Regions from separate parts of the Rattus norvegicus genome. Here region 2 is linked to region 1. The links are chromatin contacts, called in public Hi-C maps. All regions are on one chromosome and are shown on one strand. Each heading gives the region's core, a stretch centred on a gene start, on an enhancer-like site or on the middle of the called end of the contact. The rest is flanking DNA. Distances are from core to core; before and after follow the strand shown. Region 1 holds the start of Dynlrb2 (dynein light chain roadblock-type 2). Region 2 holds the start of Cdyl2 (chromodomain Y-like 2).

Evidence for each region. A called contact is a pair of places that touch in the nucleus more often than the background predicts.
Region 2: a contact with region 1 is called in a Hi-C map of hepatocytes, with 1.8 times the contacts expected there. The contact joins the promoter of Cdyl2 here to the promoter of Dynlrb2 in region 1. A contact is called at or near these places in 4 of 12 Hi-C or Micro-C datasets (the Rat2 cell line, hepatocytes, kidney and 1 more).

What each region holds. Positions count from the first base shown.
Region 1 is chr19:61,427,394-61,433,296 of GRCr8, forward strand. It overlaps Dynlrb2 (dynein light chain roadblock-type 2), which reads left to right and starts at 1,687. Exons shown (of 4, transcript NM_001108451.1): 1 at 1,687-1,741; 2 at 4,400-4,475. The coding sequence starts at 1,739.
Region 2 is chr19:61,688,491-61,694,833 of GRCr8, forward strand. It overlaps Cdyl2 (chromodomain Y-like 2), which reads right to left and starts at 3,256. Exons shown (of 7, transcript NM_001106189.2): 1 at 3,194-3,256. The coding sequence starts at 3,217.

The DNA.
Region 1 (5,903 bases), core at 437-2,936:
ACAGAGAACGTGTCGGATTCCTCCAAGGCAGCTCATACAGCACCCTGGATATCCATCATACTCCCACGCCAAAGAGAAGGCATCAAAATTAAACCAAGCTACCTCCGAGGAATCGTTGGGAGTGAAAGGTCAATGAGGAGAAAATGGCGCATGTTCTCCCCGTTGATTTCCTATGCATGGAGTCAGACTTGACTGCTGGTTGGAAGTCACTTGGTCCACTTCTTTCTTTCTGAGCTGTTGGGTTCTCCTGCCTGCGCCTCTCCAGCTTGGATCCTGCTTGCCTCCGATCACAGCTGTCAGCTACTGAACCAGGCTGACATCCTGACTCCAGAAGGGAGGGAACTCACAACCCATGCTATGCTGCAGCCGCCTCCCCTTTATTAAAGTTAATTGACATAACAGATAAGGTGCATGGCCAGCGTTTTATATGAAAAACAGATGGGTGTGTGAGGATTCAAGTAGAAATCTCCCTGATCAGAAATAGGAGGGAAGTGGGGACAGGGTAGACAAAAAGTCAGGATTATGTAATTCAGCCACAGAATCTGTAAAGACCCACATTTTTATTATTGCAAAACACTCTGGTCAATCAGCTGAGACAATGTATATATACACACACACACACACACACACACACACACACACACACCCCTCAGAAGAAGATTCCTTCTTCTACTACGTGATTGTTACTTTTAATTGTAAAGGTGACACAATGTAGAATAACAGGGGAAGAGAACCTCAAATCAGGTTAGTCTGAGGAAATGTCTGTGGAGATTATCTTGACTGTTTTCATTGACGTGGGAAGACCCAGCCTAAATATAGGAGGCCCTTCCCTGAGCTAAGTACTGAATTGTATAAGGATTGGAGAAAAAGACTAGCCAAACATAGACTTACCTCCCTTCCCCCCTCCTCCCTTCCTCTTTCTCTTTTGCTTTTTCTTACTTTCACTCCTTCCATCCCTCCTCCTTCCTCCCCTCCCCCTTCTTGCATTCTCTCCACCTGCAGAGTGTGGATCTAACTAAATGCTTCAAGCTCCTGCCTTGACTTCCCACAAGGATTGCATCCTGGAATTGTGAGCTAAACTGAACCCTTTCTCCTCCGAGTTGCTCTTTCTTCGGGTGTGTTTATCACAGCAACAGAAATGACACTAGACCATCCTACACTTTCCAGATCACCATCCTACACTTTCTAGATCGGCTCAGCTCTAGTACCAAATTCTCAGAGATAAAATGAAATCGGCTGGTTTTCTGACATGAGCACCTTCCCTGAGTGCTACCAAATCCACAGCGTATTATCGTTTCCCACATAGATAGTACTATATCTCACGATGGTATTATTTGCACCCATGTGTGTATCTTATATCTCACGTGGGGGCGGTAGAGTGGCTAGCTGCACTTGCCTGACTCCAGGGACAGGTGGCGGTCACATCTCCAGAAAACATAGGAAAGAAGGGAAATTGGACCCATGAGAGACCGCATCCTCCCGCGACCCCATCGCCTTGAGCTGCATCGGGAAGGAACGCCCTTGCCTGCCTTCTAGAACCCCTTTGCTAGGCTGCAAAGCAACCTGCCACAGGCAGGGCGGAAAAGTCGGCTGCAGAAACAGCATGACCGTTGCGCAGGCGCAGCCCATAGCCTTCAGGAAGCCACTTCCTGCCTGGTTTCCTAGCAACAGGGAAGCGTTGTTGACATCCACAGAAACTGCAGCTTAGGCTTGAGAGTGGAGCTGTCCCACAGGCGCGATGGTAAATCGGGTTCTTATCTGGAAGGGCAGAGTGGGGAGACCCATGTGCACAGCTGTCCTGGGAGGGTCTCACCATTTACTGGATGGCAGCTGGAAGGGACGCTATTGAGAAACGGGAGGTGCTGAGATGAATCCGGGAGCCAGGAAAGTTTGCAAAGAGAGATGAAGGCAGTGGAGAAAGAAAGAGCATAGGCTGAGAAAGAATGGGACCGGGAGAACAAGAAAATGGGAAGGGGGTTGGGGGGTGAGCAACAAACAAAGGGGGAAGAGAAGAAAATCGGGAGGGAGGGGTGAGGAATGGAGAGAGAAAGGAGGAGGAGAGAGAAAGGGGGGAAGATGCTACCATAACTTCGCCTGCACAGAAAAGGAAGGGGGGAGGGAGAGAAAAAGGTAAAGGGAAAAAGAAGAGAAGGAAGGGAATGGGAGAGAAAGAAATGAAGGGAAAGGAGTGAAGAAAAAGGAAAGGGAAAGGAGAGGAGGGGAGAGGAGAGAAGAGGCGGGACAGGGGTGTCCTGGGAACCCGGGGGGGGGGGAGTGCAGTAGGGGTCTGAGAGTCAGAAGAGAACCACCTTGGAGGAGAGGAAAGGTCAGTGAGGAGCAGAGAATGGAGAGGAGCAATGGAGGCAGAGAGGAGGGGGTCCATGGCTTTGAGGAGTTGTACACTCCCCTAAGACAATCAGAACTGTGCTAGTGTATGGATATTCTGTGCCAGACATAAGGAGAGCAAGAAATGTCAAATGTCAGAGATATACTCCAAGAAAAAATGTCTACATTTACTAGGCTTTGGGTTTTCTTGGTTGGTTGGTTGGTTGGGAGGTTTTCGTTTTTGTTTTGTTTGTGTGTGTGGTTTGTTTTTTGTTTTTTTGTTGGGTTTTTTTGGGGTTTTTTTTGTTTTTTTTATTTTGATGTTGTTTGGTTTTTTGTTTTTGTTTTTGGTGGGGGTTTTTTGGTGTTTTTTGTTTTGTTTTGTTTTGGTGTTTTTTGTTTTGTTTTGTTTTGGTGTTTTTTTGTTTTGTTTGGTTTTGTTTTGGTGTTTTATTTGGTTTTGGTTTTGTCCCTGGCTGCGTATGGGACAAAACAAGTCCGTGGCACTATCAGATTCTTACTATTGTGGTCACTGGCAATGTCTCATTTTCCTTTCCAGAGGACACCTCAGGCTCAGAGCTTTTGTGGCACTGGAATGTAAAAATATGCTGTCTTCCTCTGTTTTTACAGTCCCTCTTGTTTGTGACAGGGAAACAGTTTTTATCCTGTGGTAGCAATGGTAGGTCTCCTCGGCAGATGGCATTTCTCCAAACTTTGGTCTATGGTGTAGTTTAAAGAACATAGTAAACTAAGTGTTAATAGTGTCCGTCGAGAGGAAAGTCACGAATCCAGCAAGGGAAAGACAAGGAAGGTGCTCACTCACATCCACAGTGAGTGCCAAAGGAAGCCTGTCTCCGGCTGAAGTAATGTAACGTTCACTTGTGAGATGTTGGGAAAGAAAATGATAGAATAGATTCTCATCACAAAACTTCCAGGCCAAGTGGGCCATGGTAACATCTGTCTGGAGTCCCAGCACTCAGGAGTCTGAGGCAGGAGAATTGCTGCAAGTTCAAGACCAGACTGAGCTATAGAGTGTGAAATCCTATCTTAAAAAAAAGAAAGAAAGAGAGATAGAGAGATAGATAGATAGATAGATAGATAGGTAGATAGGTAGATAGATAGACCGATCTATCTATCTCTATGAGGCTGGGGAGAGAGATCATTGGTTAACAGCACTAAGTCCTCTTGCAGAGGGCCCAGGTTCAATCCCCAGCGCCCCCTGGTATCTCACAACTGTCTGTAACTTCACGTCTAGGTGATCTGACGCCCTCTTCTGGCCTCTGCTGGCCCTAGGCACGCACATGGTGCTCACACAACACATGCAGACAAGCATCCATACATACAAAATAATAAAATAGATTTTTAAAAGAAATGTAAATACTCACAATGTGCTGTTGGGAATTAGACAGCACAGGGAGCAGAGTGGTTTTATTCACAGTCAGGTCCAAAAGGTGAGCATAAAGCCCACCTGTGAGTCCCAAACACAGACATTCACAGCCCAACATCCAGCTGAAGCCAAGACACGACCAGGGGACCCCAGCACCCTGCAGTAGAATGCCCTTTGTAAGTTTGGTCACCAGAATGAACCCCCAATGGGGGTAACAGAAGTGACTAAGGTGTCTCAGAAAGGGCAGCTTTTGGGCACTTGGAGGATACGGTGATGACCTATAAATATTTAAAAGCTATGACATATGAAAAGTTTTTTGTAAGTATGCAAATGGGGGCTGTTGAAAGATGGCCTGTAGCTTTCTGGGCAATGTAAAAACAAACAAACAAACAAACAAATAAACACTACCCTTCTAGCAAATAAGAACACGCAAGCTTTAGGGATCCCCCGTGAGACTGTCTTCACCGGGGCTGAAGCCTGGCAGTCTATCTAGGTTATATGCAAGCTGGGACTTCTTACACAGTCCCCATAAGAGATCTAAGTTCCAAGCCTACCCTTTAAACACCCAAGCGTATTGTCCCCATCTCTCAGTTAAGGAAATAGGTGACTAGGTGTGTTCCCAGATATTCTCTGTAGAGTTGATGTGACCATGGACACCCTCCTAGTTAATGCCCTGATCTCTTGCAGACAGAAGTGGAGGAAACCCTCAAGAGAATCCAGAGCCACAAAGGGGTCATCGGAACGATGGTGGTCAATGCAGAAGGTAACTCTTGCCACAGGCTGACTGGGCTTGACACACAGAGACAATCCATTTACTGTGTCAAGAGTGACGACATTTACATTAGATTCTGAGCTTAACACCATGTTTTGCCTGTGCCAGTTATTCATCAGACATCTATTGGATACCTACTGTATACCAATCACTTAAGAGCTGGGGCCACAGAGACACTGTCTACCTACTGTATACCAATCACTTAAGAGCTGGGGCCACAGAGACATTGTCTAAGACACACACACACACACACACACACACACACACACACACAAACACAACATCTTCTTCAGAAAGGGTCAGGGTTAGTGTTAGGGATACTCTGGTAATTAACATCACTTTGGGAGGGCCAGCAAAGCTCTCTTATTGAAGAAATTATGTGATTGGTAGTTTGGTTTGGGCCTAATGTTATAAAGGCGACAGTACAGAGAGAGTTCCAACCTTCATTCTAAATTAACAGTTTCCTTTATCATATGAAAAAAAAAAAAACCCAAAAACAAAAACACAAAACAAAACAAAAAAACCTCTTAAAATCTATTTTAATAATATTTTAGTTTATTATTTGAAAAGTTCAGATGTGTATATAATGTATCTTGGTCATATCTCTTCCCCATTTCCCCCTACTCCAAGTCTTCCTAGGACCCTCCGACACAAGAATTCATTTTAATAACATTTCAGGAATAGTCTTGTAAATAATGGGCGGGAAGGAACAATACATTGCCAGCTATGAAATGTGGATGCTGGTCCCGGACCCACACTGTCTGAACCATTCGCATCTGCACACTGAGACGGCAAAGAGGAATCAGTGGGTAGAGGTGCTTGCTGCCATGCCTGAAGACCCGAGATTTATCCCCAGTGGCCAAGTGCCAGAAAGAGATAACTGGGTAACTGATTCCAACGACTCATCCCGACTTCCACATACACACACGTACAGGAGGGACACGTGCACACTTGCACTCAAGCATCTATCTATCCATCCCTCCCCTCCCAAAAAAGAAGACAGCATAGCATTTTCTCTGCCTACCTTTCTCTCTATGATCTGTCACAGTGACAACCTCTTAAAGGTTCCTGCTCATCCCTTTGCTAATCCGGGCATCTATAAAAGTGAGAGGTGACAAAAATTCCATAGCATCCTCTGAAATAAGAGTAGTCACCTTGGGGGTTGGGGATTTAGCTCAGTGGTAGAGCGCTTGCCTAGGAAGCGCAAGGCCCTGGGTTCGGTCCCCAGCTCCGAAAAAAAGAACTAAAAAAAAAAAAAGAAAAGAGTAGTCACCTTGAATAATCATTTGGAAAACATTCGACTTGTTTCATAAAGTGAGAAATAACCCTGCAAGCAGTGATTGGGTCTGAGCCCAAGGAACGAGGAAGGAAGGGCTAGGATCATCTGTGCAGGAAATGAAAAGCCGGACCACGTATTTC
Region 2 (6,343 bases), core at 2,006-4,505, 260 kb after region 1:
ACATTTTATATCCAGCCATATCTGGCTTAAGAAAATAGTTCTTAACCTGCAGTTTTCAACTTTGAGGGTCAAATGGCCCTTTCACAAGGACTGCATATCAGATATCCTGCATATCAGATAAATATCTGATTCATAACAGTGGCAAAATTACAGTTATGAAGTAGCCACAAAAACAATTTTATGGTTGGTGCCACCATGTGAAAATGTATTAAAGGGTTGTGGCATTGGGAAGGTTGGGAACCACTGGTGTAAACCATAGATCAATATTCAAAATCACCCTCGTATACATGATAACTAGAACGCATCAGAGAGGGAGAGGGCTCTGCTGTCAGGGAAATAGAACCGGGTGACCATCAAATCCAAATTTCAGAACTTCCTCTGGACCCGGGTCTCCTCACCAAGACTAAGGAGCATTGTCATGTAAAAAAGCTCATTTTCTGGTGTCTTTAAAGTTGGGCACCCAGCTTCTTAACAGAGCCCTTTGGGGGATGATTGCTTTTTATAGCAGGTGTCTAAAATCACCAAAGGGGCGGTGAATCTCTGCCACCCAAACACCATCCTCATCATAAAACGTCGAAGGCAATGTCACCAGGCACCCAGGTGGGATACACGTTACAGAGATTATCACTCCATGCCCACTCGGATACGGCTTATTGGCTAAAGGTTATGATGAGCCGTTCTATGCACACCCAGGTATAATATTGAATTAAGGGAATACCATCCTCTAGAAAGAGATATCTTTTTTATTCCTTTTACGGTTAGTAACTGCGCTGACTATGCCCAGATCTATTTTTTTTTAATCAATAGGCTGTTTTTAATGCACATGGCAATTTTACAGTTAGAAATGACATGGACGGAGGCACCCCTGGCACTTCTTGTTTTTTGAGCTAAACTTGAACAACCAATTAAGTCCACCGGTGTATGTTACGTAATGGAGGCTCGGGCTGTGACAATGTTGACACTGGTTATGTTCTCATAATACAATTTAGCCCTTCTGGTAATGGCTGTGCAAATAATCAGCCACGGAAAGACCATTTTATATCTCATACAATTACCTACCACCACGGAAGTAATTGTTATTATTGCCCTGCCTATTGAACTTCAATAAGCACTCTTGAGTTGCTGAGGTAGTTCAAGGCCATTGCGTGGAGACTCCCATCTTCACAGACTCATCTGGTGACTATAATTACCAAGGTTAAGAACGGCGGTTTCAGATGAACATTAAACAAGAAATTATCCCCAGGAGGTCCAGAAGTTTCAGACTTTAAATGGGGGGGGGGGGGCGAAGCACTGACATCTCCTACAAGGTCCACATCATGTCCTCAACAAGGCCACCACTCATCACCCGGGCCGTGTCAGCGGCTCTGAGACAACTCGCCATCGGTGAGAAAACTGACCTCAAGCGGATTGGTTTTGTTGTTAATCTGCATCCACTTTCTGCCAGTGTCCTGCTAGGACTGGTTGTGTACTTCCGGGGAACTCAGGCAAAGGTTTTCGCTTCACTATGTTTTAACTTTTGGTTTCGGAGACGGCTCTGCCATCTTGGAAAAAGATGGATGAGTCTGGATGGCCCGGTTACTACATCCTGTTGGTTTCTCACGAGTTTTCTCTCCCTCCTTGGCTTCTCCATCAGCACAAGGAGAAGGAAGGGCATAGAGTAAAGGAGGGGATAACTTATATCATTTAAAAAAAATGGGTCCCACCTGAGCCTGCTGGCTTATAACCCATCACTGGGGCCCGCCAAGCCCAGATTCATCCAGAAGGTTCTGGATACACAGGGAGTTGAGATGCCTACCAGCCTGTCCAGGAAGGCCCAGGGAACTAGCTTACAGTGGATGAATTACTACTGCGGTCTCTTACCCAAAATGTTAACTCAACTGTTTCTGGACTGCATGGAAATTTAGACAACGACCTCAAGGATGACAGCCAGCTGTAGTGACAGCTTCATCCTGGAGGCTAGGGATGGACAGCCCATGCTGGCCCCTGACACTGGTTTCTTACAGTATCTGCAGGACTCCTGGTAGAAGGTGGCCAGTCCCTTTGGTTCTTTGTTCAGACCCTTCTCTTGAGAAGAACACCTCTTGGATGGCACCCTCCCCCTGGGATCAGTAGTGGCTTTTTATTTGTCCAGTAGTCCAAATCCCACACAAGAACTGTTGTGATCCCAAAGCCAGCTAAGCCCTCTCTCCCCAGAGACCACAGGTATTTCTCTGTTGTTCAAAAGATGGCAGATGGACGCCCTCTTTCAACATTTTGAGCCTGTTTCAAAATATCGAGTGCCCACTACTACCTGTGTGACCTTAGAGAGTCAAGTATGACCTCCCCTTAGTGTGCCAGAGGAGTTCTGGGAACTGGATTCACACCCATGTCCTCTGCTAAGTCTGACCACCCACATACAAGTTTCAGGCAAGCTTTCCTTCCACCTAGGGGCCCCTCTGCAGCCCCTCTTTCACCCTAAGAAGCATGACACCTCCCAAGCCCCTGCCAAGAGAGCTTCAGAGCCCAGAGAAGGGGGACTCTAGGCAGCAGGTGGGGGGAGGGGGCGGGCACTCAGTGGCCCCTGTGGAACTGCAAGAGTGGTGTCCCCAGAGCACCCCCTCCCCCGTGCCCCAGCACTCTTGTCCTTTCCATTCCCCTCCCCAGGAGCCAGGCTCCGCTTTGATCACCCACCTTCTCCTCACCCAACCCACACCCGCGCACTCCCGGGGGCTCGACACCCCTAAATTGGGCCGTCCGCAGCGCGGGCCCCCCGCATTCCCTCGCACGTCCGGCGACTTTTTTTTTTTCTTTTTCCTTAATTTTTTTTTTACCTGTACTTTTTTTGCACACTCGGGGCGGCTCGTCGGGGCTGAGCAAGCACCTCCCCGGGACCGCTACCTTCCCTCCCTCCGCCCCGGCTCCGCCCGGCTTCCTCCTTCCCCTCTCCAAGGCCGCAAAGTAGATGGAGTAAGAGAGTGTGTGCGCGAGAGAAAGAGAAAGAGGGAGCGGGCGCCGCGGGAGGCGGCGGCGGGAGGCGCGCCCGGCCCCCGCCACCCTCCGGTCCCCGCCGCCACCCTCGGGTCCGCCACCACCCTCGAGTCCCCCAGCCGCCCTTCAATCCCCGGCGCCGCCACCCGCGGGCTCAGGACTACGCTCGCACCAGCTCGGCCAGGCCCGGTTCCCTGGCGCCGCCCGCGCCCCGGCTTCTCCGTACCTCGTAAAGGTCCCCAGAAGCCATGCCAGGCTGCGGAACTTGGCTCGCCGGGTGTGCGCGTCTTGCTCGCTCGCGCGCTCCCGTGCGTGTGCGCGCGGGGGGCCCGGGTTGCGCGCGCGCGTGAGCGCGTGTGTGCGTGCGTGTGTATAAGTGTGTGTGTGGTGTGTGTGTTTGCGTGCGCGCGCGCGTGTCTGTGTGTGACTGTGTGTGAGTGTGTGTGCGCGCGAGTGTGTGCGGCGTGTTGAGTAAACTGTGTTTTTGCAGAATGACAGGCTTGGGGGCCGCCTGTGCGCAGAATCGGAGCGGGCGGCGGCGGGGCTGGCGTAACCGGCGGCGGCCGCGGCAATCGCGGCGACACGCGAGCACGGGCAGGGGCGACCGACGGCTGCACAGGGCGCCCTGAGCCTCGGACGCGGCCCCCCGAGCGCCCGGGCCCCCGTGTCCCGAGGCCCGTGACTGTAGCGCTCGGCTCGCCCCGGCGCCGCCTGCAGGAAGCCGCCCCGCGCCCGCCGCCCGCCCGGACGCTGCTGCCACTGGGCGAGTCCCCGCCTCCCGGGAGCCCGGCCCGGCCCCCGGGGCGGAGGGGGCGGCGGCCACCGAAGGCCGAGCCCGGGTACCGTTCCCGAGCCTGGCCGCGCGCGCAGCCGCAAGGCCCCCAGAGTACCCGGCCAGGTGCCCACCCGGAATGACCTGCCTGGGCTGCGAAGGGGCGGCCAGGGCGCAGGTATCAACCTGCAGGTCTAAGGCAAGGGAGCCCCTCTTCAGTCCTGCTTCTTACTACAGGGGTACCCCACTCTTCTCCTCACTGGGCACAATCTTAGGAGAACTGGTCCCTCGGAGCTGAGGGGCCTTTGCTTCCAGGATGGGTTTTCAAGGAGAGGAGAGAGGAAGTGGCCGGTCCACAGGTTCCATGGAGAGCCAGGACAGTCAGTGGCAGTCACCACTAAACCCCGCGAAGTGTTTAGGGCCAGGCATGGCCTTCCCTCCGCAGCCCTCTTGCTCTGCCATCCAGTCAATCAGTTAATTAACAAACATTTCCCAAAGTCTACCCAACTCTTAAGTGTCTGCAGCCACCAGTGAGACCCTGCCCATACTGGACTTTGAATCCCAGAGGGAACAGGAGAGGTGCATTAGGGACGAGAGGAAGGACTCCTTCATTGTCTCAACAGGAGTTCCCACTACTGCTAGGCTATAGAGGTACAGTTACCTCTTTCCAAAAAGTTATCTCTTTCTTAAAAACCATCCTGTATGTATGGTCGGTCATCTCTGTACCTAAAGGCTTCTCCTTTTAAAATAGGAGAGTCTCTCAGAACCTGGAGAGTGTGTTCTGAAATTGGAAGGGGACAGAAGGGACTCATGCTCCAAATGTCTGTCCACCTTGTCTTTTTTTTTTTTTTCCAAACCAAATATATAATGAATATAAACCACGTCCTCCTTTGAGCATTTGCTGTTTGCAGTACGGTGGGCAGATTACCTGTTGCCCTTTCTAAATGGGTAGCCAGCCGTCTACAAGCACCGTGAAGGATCCAGGTACCTGTGGTGTTATGGCCTGTCCTTCCTGGGAACTCAGTAAAGCTAAATTATATCTTAATCCGACCCCTGGCCTCTCCTCCTGCAGAGGGGAATGATAAGGACTTATCTGACTGACACAAACTTTTAACCACAGTCGCAGGTGGAGAGTGATCCAGAACCAAGAAAGCGATGCTTGCCAGGCTACGTCAAAACAGAAAACTGTGTTCCCAGTTTCAAGCGAGAATCCAGCATTAAGACAGTGAGGAGAAAATGGTGGCAGTAGGGAAAGGAACAGAAACATCAATTCGGTTTAGAAATGGTGGGAATTGGCACAGCCTTTGGGTTCATTCCCTCTTCGTAATTGGTATTTTCCCCATGACCACTGTTCTAAATAATATAACCAGGTACCTCTCAGCCTGTAGGTAGCAAAACAAACCTGTGCAAGCCTCAGTTCATTGGTGAACAGAGTCACGCCCCCATCATCTGAGAATGTGACTTGAAAAGGGAGGTCAAGAAAGAAGCTGGGTTTGATGTAATATGCTAAGTCATATTTAAAAACATGATCAGTGCTTGGGGCTGGGAGGAGGGACATCTCCTAAACTTGGTTCTGATCAAATTCTCCCTGGGGATGAGAACGAGATTTGATAATCCCTAGTTTAGACTGGTTTGCCGGATTTAAGGACGTGGGTATTCGCTGAGAGGCAGCATGCTCGGGATATTTTATTGAGATCAGGACAAGAATCTTGGTAAGTCACAGAGAAGGAACCGGGCTTCCATTTGGGGATGGAGGTAAGGTAGACAGCAGGCGGTTCTGTAAATGGAGAAATACGAGATTCCAAAGTGACCTTGGACGGTGAAAGCTGGTTAGTTCATGGAGGGTCTCGAACACTAAGTCAAGAAGTTTGCCACCTAGCAGGACAGAGAGTTTACTCACTCAAAGCATGTTGGAAAACAAGAGGAAAACCTACAAGACACACGAGAGCTCTAACCAGTTGACTGAGCTGAGAAGCAGGGCGACCAGTTGCAGTGGTCCTCGACGACTGGAGAGACAAAATGAAGGTATAAAACAGGACCTGCCAGATGCACCCAGGGAAGAAGTGGCTAACTTTGTTTAACGCTGCTCCACCTACTTCCACCAAGCATTTGATCCAGATCAACAGGACCTGGTGACTAACAGGATGTGTGCGAACCAAGGACTGGGGGAGGGGTGAGCAGCTAAGGAAAGAAAGGATACATACACAGATGACTAAGGTTTGGAACTGTGGTTCAACCACCCACCCATCGCTACGCTATTTTATGTCGAGTTTATTTTCCCCAGACCACGTTGGCTCCCAGGAAAGACAAATGCTTCCTGAGGGGGAAAGGGTCTTTGGACAGTGCTTTTCCAGAGTCTTCAGATGGCACGTGGAAAGTGGGAGAGTGCCACCATCCCCCACAGACTAGGGTAGACACTTCATACTAACCGTACGTTGCTCAAGGACACGTGAACGAAAACTCAGTGACACCCCCCCAACAGGAAGAGCCTCTTGACTTGACTCGAGAAGATTCAGAATGGATGGAGTCTCTTTTGAGACTGTCTGGCATCAAAATTGAATGGGATAGGAGTGGCCTCTACCACTCTCTGATGCTTTCTTGTGG